Linked DNA regions of Lactuca sativa: region 1 is linked to region 2. A link is a contact called in public Hi-C data. All regions are on one chromosome and are shown on one strand. Each heading gives the region's core, a stretch centred on a gene start, on an enhancer-like site or on the middle of the called end of the contact. The rest is flanking DNA. Distances are from core to core; before and after follow the strand shown. Region 1 holds the start of LOC111910157. Region 2 holds the start of LOC111919963.

Region 1 (2,700 bases), core at 117-2,616, 140 kb before region 2:
AGCTTTGCATGTGATCGATTTTTTTAATAAAATTTTCTATTTTTTTTTTATTTATAAAGTTTACCATCTAGTGATCGATCATTTCTAAAAGCTATGGTATATGAAAAGGAAAAAGGATGGAATCAATGCGTCAAAGCTGAGGGATATATATATTTTTTGTTATTTTACTTGTATTTTCCTAATGAAAGATTTTGATACTGTGTTTGATTAAATAAATCAAAAGAAAACTTTAAACAACATGACGCCGATATCTGTCGATATCCTTGATAGGTTATAACTTATATATAGTCCTAATGAAAGATTTTGATACTGTTTGAGTAAATAAATCAAAAGAAAACTTTAAACAACTTGACATCGATATCTTTGATATGTTATATATAGTCAGTAAGAATGTTATGGAATTATAGCTTTTTCTTGGTGACAACTTGGAAAAGTTAAGTTGCACTCATCATTACTTGGTCTTGTGGGAGCCCAACAGAGGCCATTAAAATGTGGCCATCCATCCAACTTGCATTATCCTTTTGAACTATGCTTTTGTCCTTTTTTTTTCTTTATGTAATTATGTGGAATTTGATATAAACGTATTTTAAAACTATAATGGTTCTTTTTCTTTTTCATTACTCTCATATGGACTTTGTGGCATTCATCATTTACTTGACATTTCATAATCAATCAACTAATGATCCCAAATCCTACTAGTTTTTCAAGGAAGTGATTCGTATACAACATTTTTTTGCCATACACAACAATTCATGCATTATATAGTTGTATAATACAACATTTTAAAACATAAATTATTGTGATGGAGAAAAATTGTTATATACGAATCAGCTAAAATTTTCTTTCTCCAATTCTCTTAATGGAAATTTGTTGTTCAAGGTTTTAACTGTGTTCGCATGGATAACTACAACTTGTTTAAGAACATGGATATTGTTTTGACATGCATAACTAGAAACTTCATAACGATATTCAGGATGACATCCCATCCTTAGGTTTGAAGTTGGGTGTTTGTCAATTATCATAACCTTTTCTTATAATAATGTTACGCAACAAAGTTTCAAGATCTGAATCCATCATTATTAATTATAACTATCAATTCATCTATGAAGAAAGGGTAAAAAAATTGTTAATTCCCAATTATGATCTTTTGTATCTTTTAGAAAGAAGTCACATTTTGATCACAAAATCTAAGGAGTTGGCCACGTTGAAGCTTTATGAATGTGGCAAAACATACGACCCCAGATGACCTTCCCTTTAGGGGAAAACAACAGACCTAATTGGTCCCATTCCCTCAATTCAAGAACTTTCCGATCATATATATGTTTTGTGAATCTGTTCATCCCAATGCATAAACATTAAACCACCATGGAGAATCATCCCCGGCATAAAAGCAATTCCTCCGGCGACAACTTCACTTTTCCGGCGATATCACCAGACATGGAATTAGATTCCGAATTAGCAGACCATTTGTTCTCCAATGGCAAATTCCTCCTCCACACTTTTCCCATTCAGCCAAGAAGCTTCATCCTTTCAAGAACCAGCAGCGTTAGTAGTAGTAAAGATTCGCTCGTGTCATCCCGGAGCAACAGTACTAACAGCCGAACCAGCAGCAGCAGTAGCAGTTGCAGCAGCGCCAGAACAAGCACCAGTGACGCTTCCGCCGGAGTTGCTGTGAAAAGCAAGATCTTCCTTGAAAAAGGAAGTCGGAGCCCTGTTCGCTACTGTAACAATTATCATCATCTTCCCGCTCAAAGGTGGCAGTTCATGGCGCCGGTTCCGATGCTAAACCGCCGGCCTTCCCAGAGAAGAAAAGGTGAAGAGAACAGAATTGGGTCGCCGGAGAAGAAGAAATGCACTCCGAAAAAAGGGTATTGCCGGAAGTTTTTCCGGTGGGTTGTATCAACATGCAAACGTTGTCATGCTATGGAGCCTTAGACTGCTCAATTTTCAATGTTTTTTCCTTCTAATTTTGCTAATTTCATGGTGGATTCAGTGTTTATATCAAAAAGTTTGACTAAGTTAATCCAAACGAGATACATAAACATCTAAAAACGATTAAAAACGACTACTAAACATTACGAAAAACAACGATTACTAAACACATCACTCCAAGAAATTCTCCATAACATCGGTGTACATAGCAGCCTCGGGATTATGTTTATCATGATTCAAATTCTGGCCACCGTCTGGCTGCTTTCCACCACCGAGTCCTTCTTCTGCATTGAATAAAAGCTTCGCGTCATCACTTCTTCCGGTGAGTGCATTAAAGAACGACAGCCCATTAGGCCATTTGATGTCGCTTTCAACATGATCAGAACCCATCATATTTCCCATTTGTGGTTCAGATGAATGAGGAAGAAGGAACATGTGAGTCTCGTCTTTAGGCGCAAACCCTAGTCTTGTAGGATTCTGGAAATTTGGCGATTGCATTGGCTTCTGCGCCGCCCAGTTAAAGGCGGCGGTTGGTGGTGAGTGGATCGGGACTGTTGATTGCTTTAATGGATTTGAAGATGTCGATGCAAATAACTGGGAGAGATAGAAACCAGATTGGTAGCCAAGTGATTCAAAGGTATGTCTCATTCGAAGCACAAAATGAAGGTCTTCAGGTACCTGATCACACATAAACACATACAGATTGGTTTTCATTGGTTAAAGATGATCAAAAATGGTGGATCACAGGAGAAGAAGATACTCACAATC
Region 2 (2,700 bases), core at 19-2,518:
AAAAACTTTAGGGACTGAATCGATCAACCCTAAAAACTTTGTAGGTCATTTGTGTCATTTCCCTTAAAATTAATTAATGTGATGTGACATTTAATAGGTAAAATTTAAATAAAAAGAGAAAAAAATCACAAAAACGGCAAGCGGAAAAAATAATTCGAAATTTTTTAGAAAAATAACACATGTCAAATTCAATGAAAAGCTGACATTTGACAAAAATAATATTTATTTATTATGATAGATTTTATTTTATTTTCATTCATGTAGAAAGAAAATTAGTGACTAATACTACATTGGCTTGGCTGGATGTTCAAGTGGTGTGGTATCCCCCACCTACTTTCGACACGGTTCATGACATCTTATGCTTTGCGGTGCAGTGGGGTCAATGCCATAAGAAAAGAAAAAATCTTCTCTCTATTGTTTATGGCTCCATGTGGAGTATTTGGAGAGCTAGGAACAATTTGATCTTCAATAATGTGTCATCTCCAATTCTAAAACGGTGGAGCCGATCATCTCTATGGTCTTCAATTGGATGAAGTTTAGGGGTAGATTAGGTGATTGTAATTGCTCCAGTTGGTGTTGTTCTCCTTTCAGTATTTTGTAATTTCTTTCTTTGCATTATTGTTGTTCTCCTTTCAGTATTTTGTAATTTTCTTCTTTGTCGTCCCTTGCTTGTTGGGTAGTGGCTTCGTTTTTCAATAATATTCCGTAGTTTCCAAAAAAAAAGACTAATACTCCATTGGATTCCAAATAAACGGTTTAAATTACATTTTTTTTAAGAAAATAAAAAATTCAATAATAAATTCTAGCCTAACGGTATCGGGTGGGGACAAAGCTTATCTAGGGGGGGGGGGGCTGTGGCTTCCCTTGATTTTTTGTTAGAAGTAACCCCTATATATTAATTTTATACATATTAGGTCAAAAAATATAAAAGTTTCGCTGTGACTCCCTTGCTCACTGATTTTTATGCATATTATATTTCTGGCCCTCCAAATAAAATGTTGAAGCTCTGCCCCAGGTATCGAATGTTGTTCTCCCTCCTAGAGATTGAGGGTTCAAGTCTCATTGAAGACATAAGTTAAATTAAAAATAGTTAAAGTAGATTTGACGTTCTAAAAAAACATATATAAAGAAAAAACTTTTATAACTAAAAAGAAAAAGTAAAAATCGAGTATTGGCTTTGGAGTGTGCGAGTATGTGTTTTTACCGTCCTTCCTGTACCCTAAATAACGGCTTTTTTTACAGAATTTCTGCCAAATATTTACAGGAATCAGACAACTTTTCATTTCCATTTGTTTCTTTCTTGAATCTTGATCCCCTTTCAAGCTCCTTGAATTTCACACCAAGTGTTTAATTCCATCCCACAAACCCTAACTCCTGCTTCAATCCAAGCCCTAATAAGTGATTTCACAGAATCCTTAGGTTAAGGTAGTCTTTCGCTTTCAATTGTTGTTCTTCTAGCAAAAAATTTCAAATCAATCGCTTGACTGTCATTTCACTCATACCTAATCATTCTATTGATTGCGTCTTCGAGTCTTTTGCTTACTACATTGCGATTTCATTTCGTCATCCACTCACGCTTATTGTATACTATTTGGTTTTACTTGGTAGGTGTGTGAATTGTGGGAACGAAGTTATCGCTGATCGTGCGGCGATCTCTCTTTCTTTTTTCAATGCGTGTTTCAGATTTCAAGCATAAGTGAATTGACCCTCGGCCAATAAGCATTGTGAAGTCCAAGCTGGAATTGGGAATTCCAGATACCATGTCATTGTTATCCATATGATTGTTTGAAGAAGGAAAGGGGTTTACTCTTTTAGTGGAGATGGCAGACGCAGTAGCTATAATGGAGGCAGCAGGATCCCGATTTAGCGACTTGGAACTCATTGGAAGGGGATCTTTTGGGGATGTCTATAAGGGGTAAGTCTTGGAAATTCATTCTGCAAGTACTGAATTCTCCTTTCATCATATGTTTAATGTACATGTATTAACTAATTAACACTGGAGGATTGACTAGCATGGGTTATTAAAGCATTTCTGTTTATTATAGGACCACAGTAAGAAACAACAGTCGATTGAATTTAAAAAATTGGGAACATTGGAATGTTCCTGCCCAATTGTGACTTCTTGCATATTCATGATTTAGCTAAGGTTTTATAAGTCCATGAAAAAGTTTAGGAGTTGTGGACAATTGGACATATCAGGAGCAAGTTGAATATATTGTATTGAGAGTGTTGAAACTCAAATAGAGCATTCAGTGACATGAAAGCCATGTGGGCTGTGGTTTCATGGCATGAGTGGCATCCTTCATGGGATCATAAAATTAGTACAAATGTAATTTTACCAGGTATTATTGCATCAAATCTAGTATTTAGTTTGGTGAAACTGATATAGGTCATTACTTCTGTATTTAGGTTATCTTGAAAAAGTAACCGTATATTGCTTTTCATTAAGGAAATTTTTCACTAAAGGTGTCCATGAAATACACTCGACTAGGGCCACTCAGTATATCACAGCCCATATGAAATATATTAAATCGGATCATGCACCATATGAGTATGTGTCATGTTCGGAATTATGATCATACATGTAATTGTAGAAGTCTAAAAGCTTGCACAACATTGGTTTAACTTTAAATTTAAATATACATGTATGGTATCAGAACTTATAAATATAGTTTAATACAAATCAAATCAATACCATAA

What was found. A called contact is a pair of places that touch in the nucleus more often than the background predicts.
Region 1: a contact with region 2 is called in a Hi-C map of leaf, with 7 times the contacts expected there. The contact joins the promoter of LOC111910157 here to the promoter of LOC111919963 in region 2. A contact is called at or near these places in 4 of 4 Hi-C or Micro-C datasets (bud, leaf and seed).

What each region holds. Positions count from the first base shown.
Region 1 is chr5:282,036,543-282,039,242 of Lsat_Salinas_v11, reverse strand. It overlaps LOC111910157, which reads left to right and starts at 1,366. Exons shown (of 1, transcript XM_023905933.1): 1 at 1,366-1,935. The coding sequence starts at 1,366. The coding sequence ends at 1,935. It overlaps LOC111910177 (protein RICE SALT SENSITIVE 3), which reads right to left. Exons shown (of 7, transcript XM_023905952.3): 6 at 2,697-2,700; 7 at 1,938-2,610. The coding sequence ends at 2,104.
Region 2 is chr5:281,899,453-281,902,152 of Lsat_Salinas_v11, reverse strand. It overlaps LOC111919963, which reads left to right and starts at 1,268. Exons shown (of 20, transcript XM_052771695.1): 1 at 1,268-1,425; 2 at 1,609-1,915. The coding sequence starts at 1,821.